Linked DNA regions of Mus musculus: all the other regions are linked to region 1. The links are chromatin contacts, called in public promoter capture Hi-C maps. All regions are on one chromosome and are shown on one strand. Each heading gives the region's core, a stretch centred on a gene start, on an enhancer-like site or on the middle of the called end of the contact. The rest is flanking DNA. Distances are from core to core; before and after follow the strand shown.

Region 1 (3,276 bases), core at 410-2,909:
TTTTGGTTATAGATAACTGGTTAGATGTTTTGTGCATAGGTGAGGATCCAAATTGCTGAATTCAGCAACTCCCTTCACCCTCTCTTTTTTGCTTCATACATGGCTTCGTGCATCCCAGGCCAGGTGACCTTGAGCGCTTGATCCTCTAGCCTCCATCTTCCAAGTGCTAGGATTACATACGTGGACCATTGGTATACGTGGCCTGGTGGTTCTGGGAATCCAACCCAAGGCTTTGTGTGTGCTGGACAAGTGCTCTACCAAATAATCTACATCCCCATCTACAGCAGCTCCTCCTCTAAGTCCTTCAAGCATCAGAAGAGTCTGTAAAAAGGTGAACATCAGAGCCAAGCAGGATCTCTTGCCAACAGCAGAAACTAGGCGTACGTCCTGGCAATAGCCTTTATCAGTGTCAAGGACCAAATGAAAGCTTTCTGCAGGAGTAATGACTGATCTCTGAGAAGGGAGACATGGCCCTGAGCCAAACAGGGCTAGGAGGGGGGGGGGCAGTCTCTAGAGAGGACAGTGTGGTTTCTTTTTCATTTGACTGACATCATCATAAAAGCCTTATTCCCATCCCCCTGCCCCTGGCCTTGCCTTCTAGTCTCCCTCACCCTGCCCCACCACCGTGTACTTTTTAGCCTGGATGATAAACTCTACTTTATTTCCCTTTCCTTTGTTTGTTCAGGTTGGCCTTGAACTCAGTACGTAACTAAGGATGACTTTGCACTTCTGAACATCTCAAGTGCTGAGATTACAGGTGTTCACCACTAGTCCTGATTTATGTGCTATTGGGGATCAAACCCACTACCGACTAGGCTATAGTCCTCTAGTCCTCTAGTCCTCTTACTAATCTCTGTCTCTCTGTCTCTGTCTCCTTATTGATTTCCCTGGAAATGGGCCCATAATAGCTGTGCTCCTTTACAGAAAAACTTAGAAACAGATGATGACACTACAAGGAGCTGAGGTTATAGTAGAGTGCCTGTCTGCAGCATCCAGGTCCTCAAATGCTCAGGACGGGGCTAGGGATGCCAAGGAACTGATTTGTTTGTTTGCTTATTAGTTCATGTAGATAGCTATAACGAATGGGCTGTTCTGTTTGTTGGGCAGTGAATGGAAACCATCTCTCTTAAAACAGGAAGCCTGAGGCCAGGGGAGGTGTTGCACACCTTTAAATCACAAGGGAGGCAAAAGCAGACGACAGGTCCCTGGATCTGGTCTACCAAGTGAATTTCAGGTCACCTAGAGCTACATAGTAAGACAGACAGAAAGAAGAAAGAAAGGAAGGAAGGAAGAAAAAAAAAAAGCAACACCAATGTATGTCTTGAATGGCTCATCTGTCTTTCTGTGTGTGGCCTTGAAGCCCAGGGAGGAAGTGGGTTCTCACTAAACGCTGCGATCATACAAAAAAACTTGGAAGGGATCCTTGCACACAAGCCTCTTCATACGCCGCCAATCCGCCCTTTCTTTGTAGATTAGAGCCTCTCACTTTCATGTTCTTGTGCAAGGACCTCTCTGAAGCGCCACAGGAGGTAAGCGAGGAGCTCAAAAGCCTCTGATCCGAAGGCCACTGAGCCGCTGATCACGTGGCGCAGCCGCTAGCCTCTCCCACGTCCCGCCCCGTCCTCTCCCTCGCTGGGTTCGCCCCGCCCTCCCGCCCCGGTCCTCACTGCGCAAGCGCGAGCCGCGAGCGTGGGTTATCTCGAGACAGCCGGGCTGCGGGCTGCGGAGCGTGCGGGTCTGAGGCCTGCGTTCTGCTAGCTCCAGCGGCTCACAGGCCGAGGTAACGAGGCGCAGCAAGCCGAGCCTCCCCGCTCCCCCGGACAGCGTGGGCCATGGAGACTCAAGTGCTGACGCCGCATGTCTACTGGGCTCAGCGACACCGCGAGCTGTATCTGCGCGTGGAGCTGAGTGACGTGCAGGTAAAGGCCGGGCTGCGGGCTGCGCGCAGGATCGGGGGCCCCCCGGTCCCCGTCGGCCGCCCTGTGCGTTTGCGCTCCTGCAGTGCGCCAGCAGGAACCGCGAGTGGAGCGCCCCGGTCTCCCTTAGGGGCTGCAGGTGCCGTCCGGCGTTCTGCGCTTGGCCCCGGTATCCCCTTTGTTCCTGGTAGGCGCCCTGGGGAGCCTCAGCAGAGTCCTGGAAGCCGGCGGCTGGCCTTCGGGTTGCCTAAGGCCCTCTGAATTGTGGGATGAGCTCCGTGGGTCTAAAGTGCGGCTTGACAGTGGCCTGTTGTGCGGTAGCAGGACGTCAGCGCTGGCCTCTGAGGTTTAGTCCGGGCGGCCCATTGACCTTCTCAAGGCCCGTCGCTGGGCTGGGCGGGGGGCAACCCCCCAACCGTTCAGTGATAGAAATCTACACCACACCTCCGCTCACCAAGGAAATGATTTCCATCCTCTCTTTAAGGCTGCGAGCTCAGCCTTAGCAAGTTGCGTAAAGAAATTATCGTGTGACATTAAGTATTCATTTCACCACGTTTACCTATTAATGTGAGCAAATCAAATCCCTGGGAACTTCCCATGTCTCTAACCAGACCATCCAGTATTCTGTGTGAAGCGAGTGGTTTTGGTCTGGAATGTTCTTTCCCTAGTCTCCTTGACATCCATGGTATTGTAATCTTCATTCCTCTGAACTGTTTCTTGCTCGCAGTTAGATACCTGTCTGAATTCATCAATTCATCTGGTCTATTTTCTTGCAGGGTCTAGGTGCCCATGTCCACTTGAGTCTAATCTTTGCTTCTGGAATGTAAATAATTTCCCCTTGTGAACGATGAAGCTAATACTGGCCAGAATGTCTTTGAGTAAGCAGTAAATTTCATTTAAGGTGTAAGCAAACCCGAATAAATGCTACTCTAGAATAGGATGAATAATTCTCTGTGCTATTGTTCTCTACTCTGCTACAAGATTCTTTGCTAAAATAGAAAAAAAAGTTTTTGTTTTTAATTTTTATTTTTGTATTTTGGAGACAGTCATGCTATATAGTTATGGCTGGCCTGGAACTTACTATGTAGACCAAGGCTGGCCTGGAACTCACAGAGATCTGCCAGCCTCTGCCTCCTGAGTGCTGGGATTCCAAGTGTGCACCACCATGCCCAGAGATTCGAGTTTGAAACACGTTAACAGTGAACACTGTGAAGGTGGAGAAGAAAGGAGAACATTTCTTTTGGAGAGAAAAGTCCTTTTTAAGAAATTTTGGGAAGAACGAGTCCCTCACCCCTATGGAGGCTTTATCTTTCTGGGGCTTCACGTCTGCTAGTCTGAGGCGTTAGTTTTAAAAGAACAT
Region 2 (3,276 bases), core at 203-2,702, 1.8 Mb before region 1:
GATAGTCACAAGGGCATTAGAGCAGATGCAGAGGTGGGAATGAATAGCTGTTAAAGAGGCTAGATAGCCCAAGATATTGGCTCTGTATCTACAGCGTTTCAATTCTCCACAAACATGAATGTAATTAGTCAATATTAACCTTGTAGCATTCTTAACATAGCTGTGGTTGTTTGTCCTGAAATTTAAATTCAGATATGATTAGAGAATGCCTTTAAAATTTTTTAAGTTTTTGGAGATCAGGGCTGTTAGTGGCACAGAAACCAACTTGTCAGAACAACTCGTCAGTATTTCATTATTCCTTTTCCATAGGGGATGATTCACCTGGGTCATACCAGCCCAGTTGGATTTTTACATAGGATGGGAGCCCCACATTCCTGCAACCACGGACACAGAAAAAATACTTACTTTAAAGGAACCGTGCCCCTGTCCTGCTGTTTACTTCAATTGACCTTCAGCACAAAAGTGGCCTGGTAATCTCCCTTAGACCACCTTACAGTTGGCCAGCACCAGGGACAATGTGTACCCACAGGCAAGAGGGCTGGGGCACAGCTTTTAAGTCTTCAGTGAGCCACGCTTTGGAATAAGGACCTGCAGCGCTGGCAAGTCTGAGGCTTGGTGTAGCCCTTTGCCTCTCGGAGGTCTAGGCGCCCGCCCAGTTCGGCGGGCAACTTTCATTGCCCCAAGAAACCTAGAGAAGAAACCTTGAAGGACCCCTTTCCATTCTCAGCACCCCGAGTGCTCTGAAGAACTGCCCAGCCCTCAAGGCCCCGCCCCGCAGTCTGACGGCACGTGGAGTCCCAGGAGGCCGCGTTGCTGCCCAGCCTGCCCGCACACCGAATCCTTCCAGGCTGCACCTCCGCTCTGACCGCTTGTGAAGCCCCTCGAGGCCCTGTCCCCTGCGCTGTACGCACGCAGAGACACTAGAGGCCGCCCCGGTTCTGACAGCACGTGGAGCCCCTCGAGGAACCGCCTCTCTGACAGCTTCTCGATGCCGCTGCACAGGTTCTAACAGTACTCTGAGCCTCTCAAGAAATAGCTTCCCGAATCCTGCACCGCCATTCGCTCTCAGCGCCTGGAGCACCTCCTGGAACTACCTCCCGAGATCCGCCTGGACACCCCTCTGCGACTGACCGTTGTGCGATACAGGCTCTGTTTTTCGAGCTCCGCCCCCGCCCAGTCCTGCCTTGCTGTGGAGCAGCTCGAGGACCCGCCTCCTCGACTCCACCCCGCCCTCTGCAAAAACAAGCCGCGGAGCATCTCAAGGCACTTCATCTAGAGCGCCGCTCCGCCCTCTGCTCTGACTGGCTGTGTCCTGCACCGCCCCCAGGCTCTGATTGGCCAGAAACCGCCCCTAAGGCACCGCCTCTCGTACGTCCCGCCCTCCGCTCAAAAAAGCCTTGGAGCACCTCGAGGCCCCGCCTCCCGGGCTTTGCTCCGCCCCCTTCTCTGATCGAGCCCGGAGTACCTGGCAGGCCTGCCCCGCCCCGCATTCCGCTAAGAAATCGTCCCAGTCACCTCGGATCCACTCAGGTCCCCCGGGACTGGCTTCTGTGGGTACCATGACGCTGCCTGTGTTCTTCGGTTGCGCCTTCATCGCCTTCGGGCCCGCGTTCGCACTCTACCTCTTCACCATCGCCACCGACCCTTTGCGCGTCATTTTCCTCATCGCTGGGTGAGGTTGAGCCGAGTCCCGGACACCGCGGGTCCCTCCCTCTCCTGGGTTTCCACGACCCCGGGATCCCCATCTCCCAGTGGCTCCCAGCTTGTGGGACTGTCCAAGACTGGGGGGAGGGGGTTCAGGCTGAGCAGGCGAGTCCTGCGGGTCTTGGCTTCTGTGGAAGATGGGAATAAGTGGATACATTCGTGTATGGAGCCTTAGTCTTTCCGTAGGAATTTCTCATTTCACTCAGTGCTCAGCGGCATCGAAGAGCTGTTCTCACTCTCTGCCATTAAAGACACCTGGGGATCAGTTGTCCACCTCCTCAACCCCCGTTCTTGGACTCAGAATGCCTGTGAGGAATTTGGGCTCAGATTTTTCTTGTAGGCCCCTGGGTAATGGTTGGGGTGCAGCCAATGGTGAAAGCCTGAGAAAACCGCTGCAACACCTGACCAGTCTTGCTGAGAACTTGGTAAATATCTAACTCTGCTGGTGACTGCGGTCTTGATCCCTTTGCACCTGCTGAGACTGAGTTTCTGAGACTTGGCACCCAGGCAACTCACTGGCTAGCCAGGAACTCCAGCCTCTCTGCGTTCTTTTTTCCTGTAATAAATAGTGCTCCTTCGCTGTTGGCATTAAAAATCAATAGAGTCTGTTGAACGTCAAGCTTGCTGTGTCCTTAAAGTCCACAGGAAGGTTGTAAGAACCGGGCCTGGAAAACAACTAGACCACAGCATGGGTTTTCAACTTCTGAGTTTTCCATGGTGCACACAATAAATACAGGTGTAGGTGTTTGTTTTCCTTCAGAAAAGATACTTATCTTTACAGACAGCTAAGCCATTAAATTCACATTTTCTAGGATATGAAAATTGTAACAGCCACTGGTTATATGTTTCTATGGCACACCAATGAGGCAAAGCAGTAACCAACTTCCTCGTTGCCAGTCCTTGGCAGATAGTGTTCTGGTGTACACAGACAGGGTCACTGAATCGTCCTTGTTGAGGGCATCTGACGTTCCTCTTGGACTGTTTTTTCACTAGGAGGAAAATGGACCATTGATTAGCAAATGCTGATTCGGAATACCATGTGAAGGGGTTCTTTCCTAAAAAAGATCAAGATATTTGTTTCCTGTGCTTCTGTTAACTCGTGACTTTTGTCTTCTACGTTCCAGTGCTTTCTTCTGGTTGGTGTCTCTCCTGCTTTCGTCCATGTTTTGGTTCCTAGTGAGAGTCATTACTAACAACAGAGATGAATCAGTACAGAATTATCTGCTCATCTTCGGAGCGTTGCTCTCTGTCTGTATCCAAGAGCTGTTCAGGCTCGCATATTATAAGCTGTTAAAGTAAGTTAAATGTTTGTTTTATTTTCCCAGTTAGACTTGAATTATGATTTGGTGGTTGTTACATTTCTAGCCTGAAAATTGTATTTAAATTTATGACCTGGCTTGCCTGCCTGCCTGCCTGTCCGCCCGCCCGCCCTCCCACCCTCCTGCTCCCCTGCTCCCCTGCTCCCCTGCTCCCTTGCCTTTCCCTCCTTCTCCTTCCTCCCAAAAGTGTTTCTTGAGAATTTTCCCAGATACTTTGTCAGAACTGGAGGTGCAAAGGTAAAACAGAAGCTCT
Region 3 (3,276 bases), core at 285-2,784, 1.4 Mb after region 1:
ACGTGCTGGCCTGTGGCCAAACATAATCCTCAGCCCACAGATAGGAAGATGAAGGGCAGAGGTTCAGTGACTTGCCCACAGTCAGAGCCATAGACCTGGCCAGTGAGCTGCCTCCTCAGCTCTAGCTCACTAGTCTCTCTGACCTACATTTCAGAGCTCATTTTGGGGTGGGGCTGGGGTTTATCTCTGAGGTAGAGTGCCACGCTCAGTATGCACAGAGCAGTGGGACTAAAAAGCAGAAAACACACACACACACACACACACACACACACACACACACGTATATTCGCGTATGCACAACAAAGGCAAAAAAAACAAAACAAAAACAAAAACAAAACCCTGAATTTTATAGCCCTTAGGGTCCAGAAGCAAAAGCACTGGGTGCAGTAACACCTCAAACTCATTTTTTTCCGGGGAACTTTCACCTCAGAAAGAACTCAAGAAATGTAACTGCAAGTGAGGGGGCACCCAACAAATATCATGTACACACAAGTATGCATGTATGTACATTACACACACACACACAATCAAGGGGAGGGAATCAAGAACGCCCACAGCTCTCATCTCTAAGGGAGTAAGCGTTTATTCTGGAGCCAAATATGAGGGATCATGAAAAGGGAACAGGAATCAGGGGTGCCTCAAGTCAAATGTTCCAACGTGGCAATAACAATTCCATGGTGTTCTTATAGGAACAACAAAGCTACATATCAGGATGTTCTAAAAATACATTGAGGGGAACAACAGGTTGGTGGATTACAGCACATCGTGGAAGCCCTTGCTGTAGGCCTCAGACACCAACTGATAAAATTCTTAGCCTTTGGGTTGATGGAAGCTAGGGGGTCTGTTTGCTTATTCCCAAAAGGACTTTACCTGATAGTCAGAGGATATTAGGTCAGACACAGAAGTGGGCAACAAATGGCTAAGAAGGAGACTAGAGACAGTCCACGAGAATCTGGCTACAGTTATTAAAATTCCAGCTCTCCACAATCACAGGAGTTCTGGTCAGTCCATCATCCTGGCAGAACACTAACGCGCGTGCATTTTTTGTTTGTTTGTTTTTTTGTTTTTTTGCTGAGCACTTCAGTTCACAAGAGGAACCACTACCCCAGCAGCAGGGGCATAACCCCCAAACACAACACCGCAACTCCAGCGCCTTACATTCGTCTAAGAGCACAATTTCCGGGGTCTTGAATATCATCTTAGGGGGTGCTTGCCACCACCCCTGAGGCGGGAGGTCAGAAACCGGCCTCACTTTACACAGGCAGAAGGTTAAGCGCCTGGCGCCGAGACCTGCGGAGGAGCCGGAGCCTAGGGCCCAGCTCGGGCAGAGCCCGGGAGAGGTCGCCGGCCCTGCGCCCATGGCTCTGAACTGGGCCTTGCAGCCCGGCTCAGACGTCGGGTTACTCACGTTGCACCAGCCGGTCCCCGGTGAAGGTGGCGGAGCAGCTGGTAACCAGCGCGCAGGGTACACCGGCAGCCATCGCTGCGGCAGAGCGGGTTCCGCGCCGGCGCTGCTTCCGCCTTGGGCCGTACCACTGCAGCGGGCACGCGGGGGAGATGATCCGGGCACGCGCGCTGGGCGGGGCCGCGCGCTGGGCAGCCGAGGCTCCGGCTGGCCCTCACACCCCCCTTCCCCGCTCCTCCAGTGGAGCGCGCCGGTCGCGCGCGCCGCGTTGCTATGGTGACGGGTGCCCGCACCATCTAGGAGCGCTCCGCAGGAGGCCATACCTCCGGAGCCTAGTGTCTTCTGCCCTCCTTAGTCATGGCGCAGGCCCAGGAGGACAGCGACCCCATTGGATCCATCCTAATCCAGGTGGGAAACAGGCCGGGCTGGCGGCCGCACAGACCTCCCCTCGAACCCCGAAACCTGTGATCCCAAGCACCACCATTTATTCTCTCGGCCCTATAGCAGGAAACGCCTACACTTTAGGGCATCATGCTCTGGGGGTTGAACACAGGACATGCTAGCGCCAAGCAAGTGCTTTACCGCTAGGCTGCATCACCTGTCTTCCTTATACTTCGGGCCCAGATGGTCATTGACTGTCTTGGAGCACCCTCTACAATCCAGGCAGGCCTGGAACTTGTGATCCTCCTGCCTCAGCCTCCTGAGTAACTGGGATTATCAATCTGTACTAGCAGGCTGGGGTGCTCAAGGCACCATTTAAAAATAAATTATGAAATGTTTAAAGTCCATCCATGGCTTGGGGATGTGAAGGAGAAACAGATTCATCATTAGGAGGTGGTGAGAAGTTCGAAGAGAACGTGAGCTATGGGACCCGTGCTTCTTAACCTACAATAGTCACTGCTTGCTTGGGAACACACACCCAAGCTTTTTTTAAAATTTTTTTTTCTTCGAGACAGAGTTTCTCTGTGTAGCCCTGGCTGTCCTGGAACTCACTCTGTAGACCAGGCTGGCCTCCAACTCAGAAATCTGCCTGCCTTTACCTCCCAAGTGCTGGGATTAAAGGTGTGCGTTACCAAACATATTTTTAAGATCACCTGGATTACAAAACAACATAAAAAATGAAAACTTGGAGAAATATCTTATTTATAATCTAGGGAGAAAGCTCTCAAAGACTTGACTTCTCCAGTGTAATTCAGTTTGTGACAGTTGAACAATTTTTCTGAAACAGCTAGGTTGGTTTGGTTTTTTTTTTTTTTTTTTTGCTTTGTTTTGTTTTGTTTTTTTCCGTGTTTAGGTATGGGTCCCTTTAAGATGGTCTCACTTTAAGAAGTTCTGTAAGACCCCCGATGCTGGGCCTCTGCTCAAGTCCCGGGATGAGCTGGCCAACACCCCAACATCTCGAGAGAAAACCACACCTGATGCAAACTGCAAGAGGTTTTATTATCAGCTAGCTGAGGACGAAGTCCCTCCACAGTGCAGGGCAGGGGAGTTCGACCCGAGTGGTGACAGTAGGGGGCTTTTAACAGCTAGCTGAGGAATTGGGAGAGGTGTTGGGAAGAGTTGGGAGGAGAGCTGGGAAGAGTTCTTCTCTTCTGGGTGTCCTTGGTGAAATTTACAAGGCAGGTGTGGGGAGTGAGTTCTTTCTGAATTTTTATCTCCGTGTCCTCGGCACAGGAAGGCAGGCATCTCTGGTTGTACAGTATAGAAACAAAAAGGCTTTTTGCTGGCTATAGAGAACAAAGAGCTTCTTTCTAGCTATATTTTTAGAGATCAGGGAAAACAAGCTTGGGGACCGTCCAGGGGCTTTACCTTCCTGGGAGAAACGCTCTAAGTCGGGGTCCCACAGTTCACCATAATTTCTAACTCATATT
Region 4 (3,276 bases), core at 224-2,723, 1.3 Mb after region 1:
TCTAACTGGTTTGCAGGAACCGGCTTGCTGAGGTCTACTGAGCCTCAGGGGTCTTCCTTTCAGGACTTACCAGGGAGGTGGAAGGAGGGAAACCACAACCCCTGACAAGCTGCCGCTGGCGGTTGGTGGTGGGGCAGCCTCGAGGACAGAGCAGGGGGCCCCTGAAGCTTCAGGGCTGACTCTGTGGGACGAGCCACACTTCATAGGGCTTCGTAAAGCGCACCGGATCTTGGTTTGCAAATAACTTGTTTCTCACCACGGGAGAGAAATAGGTGTGTGTGTGTTCGCGCGTGCGCAAAACCAAGCACACTCTAAGCATCTGGGCTAGCCTGATAGGGAGGCTGAAACAGGATAAAGGAGCAGAGGGTCTAATGTAACGCCCCAAATCCGTGGAGGGACCGTGGGCAACCAGCCCTGAATTCGTCTAGTCTGCAGTAAAGCCCCTAGGGCTACTCAAAGTCAGGTTCTCTTGGCTTCCCACCTAGGCTAACTTTGAATAAACTTCTCGAGTCCTCTCCGGCTTGCTCTTTGTGTGTGCGAGTTCATTGCTTTGTAAACAAAAGCTCTCTTACTTGTTTGGTGTCGAATTTCGGAACTTCAGTAACACCCTGAAATGTTAATTCTCTCCCCTCCTCCAAAGAAAAATCCTAAAGCACCCCCATTCATTCCTTCAGGAACGCAACAGATGTCTTTGAGGCCCGTTTTCTGCAAAAAGCTTGGTTCACTGGGCCCAAGGGACCCCTGGCTCCAGCTATTGTTCAAGTTGTCACTGAGGTCTCTTAACTCCTTTTAAGTCTCCCTCTCCCCTTTTCCAACTCCCTCCTCCGCAGTCTCAGGCAGTCGGCCGTTCTGATCTCACCCAGCAGGAAAACAAAAACAAAACAAAAAACCACCTAAAGCAGCTCTGGCCACTGAGCGAGATCAGCGTGCCCCAACTTCCTGGGCCCGGAGCTTTTCTGAACCCCTCACCGCGCCCGAGTCCTCTCCGGAGTGCAGCCAGCCCTTGACGGACAGTGCCTGTTCCCTGTGAGTCTAATCCTCTCTAGTTCCTGCAACGGTATCTGAGAGTCTGTGGGGCGGCGAGTCCCCAGGAGTCCGGTCCCTCGGCACTTGGCAGAGCTGGCGGCCGCCCTACCCGGTGGCCCACGTGGGCGCGCTTGGCGGCGCTGGGCGGGGAAGGCCGCGGGTCCTCCCCGGAGCAGGGCGCGGGGGAGGAGCGGGGAGCCCCGGCAGCGAGGGGGCGGCGACTGCGCTGGGAAGGAGGCTGCACGCGGAGCTGCGTGAAACGTAGACTTGGGAGCGGGCGGGAGAGGAGCGGGTAGCGCGGCTGCTCGGCCCTGGCTGGCCCTGCAAGGCGGCGATCGCAGAGGAGGAGGAGGAGGAGGAGCAGCGCTGCAGAGGCGGAGGGATCTGCGCACCAAAGCCATCCAGGCCAGCAAAGTTTGGCTGGGGGTTGGACTTTCCTTCCCGGAGGCGGCACCCAAACAGCTACCCCGTGCGGAAACCCAAACTTTCTACTGCCACTTGGAGTCTCGCGGCCGCCGCCTCCGCCCCGCGCGTCCGGGGCCTGCCCGTCAGTCCGTCGGTCCGCGTGGAGCAGCTCGGGCGCCGCCGTGCTCCCGATCCCCGCAGCTGCAGCGCCGCAGTCCTGGCCCGGACGCCCGGGCAAGTTCTCCAGAGTTAAAAGCGAAGTTCGGGCGAGGCGCGGGCCGAGCTGCCTCTGAGCGCCCCCGGCGTCCCCAGTGCGCCCAGCCCCGCCGGGGGCGCCGGTGACCCTTCGGTGCCAGCCATGTCGTCCATCCTGCCCTTCACCCCCCCGATCGTGAAGCGCCTGCTGGGTTGGAAGAAGGGCGAGCAGAACGGGCAGGAGGAGAAGTGGTGCGAGAAGGCGGTCAAGAGCTTGGTGAAGAAGCTCAAGAAGACGGGGCAGTTGGACGAGCTGGAGAAGGCCATCACCACGCAGAACGTGAACACCAAGTGCATTACCATCCCCAGGTGGGGTCCCAGAGCGGCTGGGGGCGCACTGGCCCAGCCCCCTAGCGCGGCCCGGGTGGAGAGGGAGGGCGTGTGCGCGTGTGTGCGCGCGCCTGTAGGGGACGGGGAGTGGGTGGAGGGACCCCAAACAAAACCTTCGGATTTGCCTAGCCTCAGAGACCTGGCTTCCGTGCAGCATTTTGGCTTCTAGACCTCAAGGGTCGCCAGCTGCTTCCGGGCAGCAGGGGTGTTTCTGAGCTTGGCCCCCCAACTCTCGGGGCTTCGGGCTCCAAGTGGAGGCCCCGCTTTGTTCGGCTCTGCCGGCCGAGCCCCTCCTCCTCCGCCGCCTCCCGCCCCGCGCTCGTGGAGGTGGTGGCGTGTGTCCCTTTCTTTTCTTCAGCTCTGTTCCCCCACTTCTTTTCCTCGTCTACAGGAATGCAGTCGGTACAGCTGTGGGTGAGGAGCGGGAGCCCGTTGATTGACAGATTCCTTCTTCGCTCTTTCTTTGCTTTGGGATTAGCATTTTTACTGAGTATTTTTAGATTTGGTTGTGCCAGCCTCCCGCCCCCTGTGCACGCATGCACGCACGCACTTAGTTGGAGAGCAGAGCACCGACTTTGAAGCGGGAGAAACAAGTGGCAGAAAGTAGGGGCTTTCCCTCTTTCCACCCCACCCCTGCTGATTTGCGATCTTTTTAATCCAGAGTATGCGGGTGCCTAGAATGGAGCAGGCAGCTCCAGGCAGATAACAAAACACCCCAGGGCTGGCCTCCCATCGGCCCTGCATTCCTGTAGAGCCTATTTTCCCAAAGCGCTTTGCCATCTGTCCTGACCTCCTTTATCCTTCCCATCGGGCTAGAGGAGTCCGGCGGGAGCTCACAGATGGCTGATGGAAGGGGTCAGTGACTTCACTCCCAAGGCCTTCTAGAGCATACCCGCGTCTGGGCAATGCGGTGAGAGCACTTTAGTCTTCTGGTTTTGTTTCTTCTCAAACACCTTTAAAGACTGATTCCAGATGAGGGGCAGGTGGGGATGTTTGGGGGGGGGCGGGGGCGTTCTGCCTGCAGAGGGATGGAAAGAAGGCCTACGATAGTAGAGGTCATCACCTGTCTAGGCAGGGGTAGCTTCCATCCTTGGCCACCTGCTCAAGGCAGCTGTGTATGGGCTGCCAGCCCTGATAGTAAGACACAAAACAACATCTGTCCACAGGAACCCAGGGTCGGCCTTCCCTAGAAGCACACACCACATATGGTGGGAATGACACTTAAAGAAAACAGAAACAAAACACAACAAAAGCAAAAAT
Region 5 (3,276 bases), core at 471-2,970, 1.1 Mb before region 1:
CATATTTTACTCTAGTTTCTTCAGCGTATGCGACCTCTGACATATCCAAACTACTCTTCAAGACCTACCCAAGTAACTGTCTAACATCATCACAGATGTTTCTAGTCAATTTCTCTTTCCTCTGCGTCTCCATACCTCCTACTTAAGCTCATGACCTCTGACTGCATTTTGTATTTTTGCATAAGTGGGTGTCATTCAATGCAAACTTGAGGACTAGAATCATCTCTCTTGAAGAGTTGTATTTCTGGTCCCCGGAAGTTTCCAGACGCTATATGCAGAGGTATGGTAGGATGGGAATGTTTTGTGGAGATAGTACAGTAGCAATTATCTTCTGCCTGGGGTTAAGTCAGCCTTGCCTCTCTACCAAGAGATAAGGGAACCTGATTAGCTCCCGGGCCATTCCATCTTTGGAATCCTTCTTCCTGGCCTATAATTCCACCTAAACTGTATCTGTAGGAGCATCTCTCTTAGTGCTACATCTTGGCCTTTTTGTTTTCAAAAAAATAGGGCTAGTGGTGGAACACACCTAATTTGTATGAGACTCTGGATTTTCTCCCCAATCCTGATAAATAATACTACAAATGGTCAACGGAGGGAAGAGAGGGGCTGGGGAGGTAGGGTCAAGAGTGGAGAAGGAAAGAGGGAGGGAGGGAGGTGGGGGAGGAGAGAGAGAGAGAGAGAGAGAGAGAGAAACACGAACAAGCATTACATTTTCAATCACAAGTTTGGTTTTTTCTGTTTCTTACTGACAATATGACCCTCTGGGTACTTGTTAAACAACCCACTCCCCATCTGTACAATGAAGACAGTCCCTCAAAGTGGAGAGTCTCTGAGTGAATACACGAACACACTTAACTGTGTAAGAAAATTGTAAATTTAAAGCCTCTCGCTGAGATATCTATCCCTACCTCTTCACTTCCTATTGATTCTGTCACACAAGAGAGTTGCTATGACCTTGGGCCAGTCCCCAACTCGGCCATTACCAAACAGTGACCTCAGTTATGGCGGGAGGAACGCAAGTCCAGGAACTAAAGAAGGAAAGACTCTTGAGTAGTGAAATCTTCGGCATGCTTTGCTTCTTGATCACTGTAGGCTCATTCTGCCCACATCCCTTGACACTGTCCCTAGAGCTGTAGGCAGTCCAGGGTAACAAAGCGTTTATGAGTTCCTGGCTCAATTTCGCTCCAGGTTTAGAAATAGCCCGACATTGCTGTGTGACTTAGGACCCGGAAGAACATGCTTCCCTCTAAGTCTGGTAAAAACCCCAAGGGTCCACTCCAGCCCAAGGGTGAGGCCCTCCTCCACCCCCTCTCCAATGCCGCCTCTCAAACACCGTCAAATAGTGCCCTGGGTAAATTACCATAAACTTCTAGCGCTTTCTCTTCCATGATCCGGGGCTGCCAGGCAGCTCCGTGCTCAGAAAAGCCTGAGAGCCATAGGACCCTGCTCAGCGTCCAGGAAAGCAGCCCAGACACTCGCTCCATCCTCACGTTCCGCCATCCCTGGCGACTGTCCCAACCGAGCCACCGTCTTTCCGCAGCCGACCTCGAGAGAGAACTTCCTGGTCTTCAAATAAACCAAGACATGTGTAAAGGTTTAGGGGAGCAGAGAATAGGCGGGACTCAAAACTGCAACGCGAAGGACCTAGGGAAATTAGCTGTAAAGACTACATGTCCCAAGATGCTCTGCTCGATTTAGAAGGCACAGAAAAATCCTTACGGCCCGTTAGGCGCATTGCATGCTGGGATGTCTAAGGGGCGTTAGCGGAGCGGCGGCGAAATGTATATGGGGCTTGTAGTCTTAGCCAGAGGATCGTGTAACGGACTGTTATACGTCACCAAATGCCCCACTCAGTTCCTAGGAAGAACTAAAGATGAATCCTAAAGAGGTAGGGGAAAGGAGATCAAGGTTACTACTACTGGAAGATATTCTAGAACGGAGACTCTACAGCTATTTCTCAGAGGAAGCCACTTCCAAACAAATTTTTCTTACTTTCTGACCAGGCCGGAAGTGGATTTCCTTTGCGGTGAAAGGGGTTATTTTGGAAGACCAATGTTGATAGGCATGCCTACGGACAGGGAAGGCTTAGTTTTCTTATCTCCTAGAAACTTAGTTTAGTGCAGCTTCTCTCCATGGGGAGGATTTCTATCGACCACCACCCAAATTACAGCGAGAGAACTTTATCTGTGTTCACTATGTAGTAATGATAACGGAGATGAACATCCTAAAAAAGCATTTCTTAACCTTTTTTTTGTGTGTTCATGGCTGTGATGGGTGCCAGTTACAGAGTTGATTGTGTTTCCACCTCAAATATTTATTAGACACTTAATTTGCCATACACAATGTGTATGCAGGAATAAAAGTTACAAACTAAGACACTCTCCTGACCTTCAGGCAGTTTACTTTATCTGTAAGGGAATCCACCCCTAATGTTGAGTTTGCAGTTGTAAACAGCCAACTTTGCTAGGCCTGGTGGCTCATGCCTGTAATTCCAGCACTTGGGAGGCCGAGGGAGGAGCATTGAGTTTGAGGCCAGCTTTGGACACAGAATTTCAGGCCTGCCTAAGGTGGTTTCAACCAGAAAAGCAAACCACCTCTGTTGGTGTTAGTGGCAGGTTTCAGCTCCTTGAAAGGATCATCTTGCAAATTAGTCCGTGATAACATAACCTATGTTATCTTTAAACTCTAGTTGACTTCGACTCACCAACCTGTGATTAAGTTCCGGGAACTTTTTTTTTTTTCGAGGCAGGGTTTCTCTGTATAGCCCTGGCTGTCCTGGAACTCACTCTGTAGACCAGCCTGGCCTTGAACTCAGAAATCCACCTGCTTCTGCCGCCCGAGGGCTGGGATTAAAGGCGTGTCACCACGCCCGGCTATAACCCAAAATTCTTAAGGACCGAATTTAATACACGGAAATCTCCCCTTTGTGTGAAGCCTGGCTTCTCAAAAAATCGATAACTTCTTTTTATTGTTGCACACTGTAACACTGAGTGTGTTTAAATTGTTGACTTACAAGACTGCCTCATTAAACTGTGAGCCAGGAGCTTTTGTGTTTGTATTTGAAACGCACAGTAAGGTGCCAAGCTCACAGTGAATGCTCTGTATATGTTAAATGAATTAATGTCCAAAAACTAAGTGGCAAAACTTCCTGCAGTCGTTTCAGCCCTCAATCAAAAATATTTATTGAATCTCTCAGAGAACACTGTGCTTGGCATGAGCAGGTGGCATGCAGAGGTTTTCAAACATTGTTAGTCACAGACTTTATTCAAACAGAAC
Region 6 (3,276 bases), core at 508-3,007, 1.0 Mb before region 1:
CTGTCTCTGTCTTTCCCTGTGTGGGGGGAGTTATTAGAGTGGCTTACAGGCTGTGGCTCAGTTAGCCAACAATGACTGTCTATTAACAGAAAGCCCAGGAATCCGGTAGTTGTAGAGTCCACGAGGCTGGCTGTCTCAGCTGCTCTTTAGAGTGTGTTTGGATCCCAGTGCAGGCTGTAACACCAGTGAAGGAAAGCCTGAACAGCAGGATCTGCCCCTGACGGCGAGTGAAGGCAGGCAGCAAAGAAGCCAAAGTTTCTTTCTTCCCTGCGCTTCACAGAGGCTGCCCTGAGAAGGTGTGGCCCAGATTTAGGGTGGGTCTTCCTACCTCAAATGATCCTGCTGTTAACCAAAACTCCGGTTTGGTGGTCTTTTTTTTTTGTTTGTTTGTTTTGTCTTTTTAGTTAACTCTACCTGTAGCCATGTTGGCAATTCAGAATAACCATCACACATGACCCAGTTTGAGAACAGAACACTGGGCCATTGAGCACTTTACCTAGAGCCCAGTAAGGAGTGTGGGGCTGAGGTAGAAATGGAAGCCATTTCTGTGTTTACACATGAAGTGATCATTCTGTCTTGAAATCTTACTATAGCCAGGCAGGCACACATCTTTAATCCCAGTACTTGGGAGGCAGAGGCAGGCAGATCTCTGAGTTAGAGGCCAGCCTGGTTTAAAGATGGAGTTTCAGGACAGCAAGGGCTACACAGAGAAAACGTATCTACATATTTAGAAAAACCAAACCCAAACTAAGCAATGTGCCAAACAAAAATCCTACTACATTCTGAAGAAGACCAGCAGGGCGGATGAGAGCAGCTGGGGCCACCGCCTCTACACTCATTTTTGTTCCTCTTCTCTACACACATTTCTGTACCTACTTCTTATTATCTGTCCATCATCACCCATCCATCCCAGCTGAACAAGCCCATAAGGAAGCCACTATTGGGTCCTGGCTGAGTTGCTCAAGCTGACTTTGAATTCCTGGTTTCAAACAATTCTCTTGCCTCAGCCTCATAGATAAGTGGAACCCCTGGCCCGTGCCGCCCAGCTTCACTCAGTGTTTATACTTATGTTACCTGCTTTACAGCTGTGCAGAAACTCCACACAGTTCTTGATATCTAGGCCATTCGACTTTCAGTGCCAAGCCTGGGTTTTTAAACTGCCTCTTCCCCATACACTAGCTTGAAGCAAACTAGGCATGCTAAGGTAGGAAGGATGAATGGATGGACGGGTGGATGGAATAAATGAATGGTTTGTAGGTGCTCATCAAAGCTAGAATGGATCCCAGCCTCACCCCGGCACTACCTCAGTTGGAGTCTTCAGGTGGTGCTACCAGGGACCACATGAAAGAGGGAAGGTTGTGGTGGCTAGGTTCTCTAAGAACAAGGATGGTCCTAACCGGAAGCCCAGACCTGAAACCCACTGTGCCTTCCTCTGACACCTTAGCATCCAGGACATTCAACAAAGACCAGGTGAAATTTTAGAGAGACCAGGTAAAATGTACCTCGGCTGACTACCTGGGATACTAGGGAAATGTTTGACAAATGGGTGACCCTGCTGAAGGTTCCTTCCCTTGCATGGCGACCCATGGTGTTATCTTCTGGCCTCAGGACTTTAGTGAGCCAGGGAACACCCTGGGCGTGGCGAGGGCGGGCTCCCGTATCAGAGGGTGGAGCCTGGGGCTGAAAAATCCAGAGAGTGGGGCGGAGCCTACGGCCCGGGGGCAGGGCCTGGAGCCCGAGGGCGGGTCAGCCTCTTAGGGCTGCTTGGCTGCTCCAGGGAGTTCGGGTGCCCAAGCGCTCGATCCGGGAGAGGCTGCAGCCGGGTCGGGGCGCGGATGCTGGAAGTTCACATTCCCTCGGTGGGGCCCGAGGCCGAAGGGCCCAGGCAGAGTCCAGAGAAAGGCCACATGGTGAGCAAATGGACGAAGAGTGTGTGCGGGGATCTACCGATTATCTTCGCGATCAGCGCAAAAGGGACCCAGAATTCAGGGCTAGGACATTCGTCGCAAAGGTTCGGGGTTACTTGGCTTTGCCAGCCCCTTGGACAATGGTTTGGGCTCTTGAGGGGTCGCTTGGAGCAGAGGGGAGGGCCGGTTACCCTTTTCTTTCAGGTGTGTCTGGGGTTCGGAAGGGGTTTCCCTGATGGTGGCACGCCAAGTCGGCTTTGTGCCTTTCTAACACCAGAAATTGGGCGCGTCTCGCGGCGCGGGTCCTACTGCATCCTTTGGACCCGCCGTCTGCACTCCTCCGCCCGCCAGGTGTTCCAAGTGGAGGTGCTGTACAGCGGACGCAGACACACCGTGCCGCGGCGCTACAGCGAGTTCCACGCTCTACACAAGCGGGTGAGATGTCGCGGACTACCCACCGATTTGGCTCCAGGCCAGGTCCCTCGGTGGCATGAGAAAGAGCTCTGATCCCAGCTTCTGGTTGGTCACCCCCATTACTGTCCCAGCCCCCAGGAGGGTGCAGATCATAGGCGACTCCCCCTGGGCTGCAGGGCCCCTCGCGGGGAGGACGCAATGGCTAGAGCTCAGCTCAGACTGACCTTGTCCGTGTGCGTCCTTTCCACTCTCTGGCTTGTCACTTCTGTCCCAACCACCTCTTGCCAGCTGTCCCAGGTTGAAGCTTAAAGACAGACATATAGAGAGGACTGGAGAAAGTCCTCAGCTAGATGCAGTGGGCTTGAGTGCTTTGCTGGGAACTCACCTCTGTAACTGATGTACAGATCAAGAAACGGTACAAAGTGCCTGACTTTCCCTCAAAACGCCTGCCCAACTGGAGGACCAGAGGACTGGAACAGCGCCGGCAGGGATTAGAGACCTACATCCAGGTGTGCACGGGGTACACTTGGTTGCCCCTAAGTCTGAGGGACCAGGGGAGACCCAGTTAGAGATGTGGGAGTGTGTTGGGTCCCACAACTTGGGGTTGTTATTCAGTATCTCAGGCTCTTTATCCAAATGAGTACGAACTTTTCTATCTGGGTTATTGAAAGTTTTGAATAATCCAATGAGTAGATTCTTCACCCTTAGGGTGTTTTCCTGTATTTTCTTCATGAGGTGTGTGTGGACTCCTTCCTCTAACAGTGATAGTTATTTGACTAGCCTGCCCACTTTGTGGTGCTAGTCTTTGCGGTTCATTCCTTAGGATGACCCTGAGTTTGGGCTAATACTTATTTCTACTGCCTTGAAAGTCTTCATTATTTTGGAACAAATGTCCTCAAAATTGTTGTAATGGGTTGTGCAATTAGTAGCTGGATCTTATCTGATTGCAGACTTT

The links. Promoter capture Hi-C pulls out the DNA fragments that hold promoters and counts their contacts.
Region 2: a contact with region 1 is called in a promoter capture Hi-C map of neutrophils, with 4 times the contacts expected there. The contact joins the promoter of Aph1c here to the promoter of Hacd3 in region 1. A contact is called at or near these places in 2 of 39 promoter capture datasets (neutrophils and pre-B cells).
Region 3: a contact with region 1 is called in a promoter capture Hi-C map of liver, with 2.2 times the contacts expected there. The contact joins the promoter of Aagab here to the promoter of Hacd3 in region 1. A contact is called at or near these places in 2 of 39 promoter capture datasets (erythroid cells and liver).
Region 4: a contact with region 1 is called in a promoter capture Hi-C map of liver, with 2.3 times the contacts expected there. The contact joins the promoter of Smad3 here to the promoter of Hacd3 in region 1. A contact is called at or near these places in 3 of 39 promoter capture datasets (erythroid cells and liver).
Region 5: a promoter capture Hi-C map of liver shows a contact between it and region 1, with 2.5 times the contacts expected there. The contact joins the promoter of Ciao2a here to the promoter of Hacd3 in region 1. A contact is called at or near these places in 4 of 39 promoter capture datasets (liver, neutrophils and pre-B cells) and 3 of 9 other capture datasets (adipose tissue, liver and pancreatic islet).
Region 6: a contact with region 1 is called in a promoter capture Hi-C map of liver, with 2.3 times the contacts expected there. The contact joins the promoter of Snx22 here to the promoter of Hacd3 in region 1. A contact is called at or near these places in 2 of 39 promoter capture datasets (erythroid cells and liver).

What each region holds. Positions count from the first base shown.
Region 1 is chr9:65,020,100-65,023,375 of GRCm38.p6, reverse strand. It overlaps Hacd3 (3-hydroxyacyl-CoA dehydratase 3), which reads left to right and starts at 1,659. Exons shown (of 11, transcript NM_021345.2): 1 at 1,659-1,919. The coding sequence starts at 1,833.
Region 2 is chr9:66,832,882-66,836,157 of GRCm38.p6, reverse strand. It overlaps Aph1c (aph1 homolog C, gamma secretase subunit), which reads left to right and starts at 1,452. Exons shown (of 6, transcript NM_026674.3): 1 at 1,452-1,672; 2 at 2,829-2,999. The coding sequence starts at 1,560.
Region 3 is chr9:63,600,904-63,604,179 of GRCm38.p6, reverse strand. Aagab (alpha- and gamma-adaptin binding protein) reads right to left here and starts at 1,534. Exons shown (of 10, transcript NM_025857.3): 1 at 1,409-1,534. The coding sequence starts at 1,481. It overlaps Iqch (IQ motif containing H), which reads left to right and starts at 1,687. Exons shown (of 22, transcript NM_001311098.1): 1 at 1,687-1,813. The coding sequence starts at 1,763.
Region 4 is chr9:63,756,191-63,759,466 of GRCm38.p6, reverse strand. It overlaps Smad3 (SMAD family member 3), which reads left to right and starts at 1,473. Exons shown (of 9, transcript NM_016769.4): 1 at 1,473-1,995. The coding sequence starts at 1,790.
Region 5 is chr9:66,125,055-66,128,330 of GRCm38.p6, reverse strand. Ciao2a (cytosolic iron-sulfur assembly component 2A) reads right to left here and starts at 1,720. Exons shown (of 5, transcript NM_026635.3): 1 at 1,361-1,720. The coding sequence starts at 1,484.
Region 6 is chr9:66,068,240-66,071,515 of GRCm38.p6, reverse strand. It overlaps Snx22 (sorting nexin 22), which reads left to right and starts at 1,757. Exons shown (of 6, transcript NM_001379335.1): 1 at 1,757-1,910; 2 at 2,259-2,342; 3 at 2,726-2,830. The coding sequence starts at 1,836.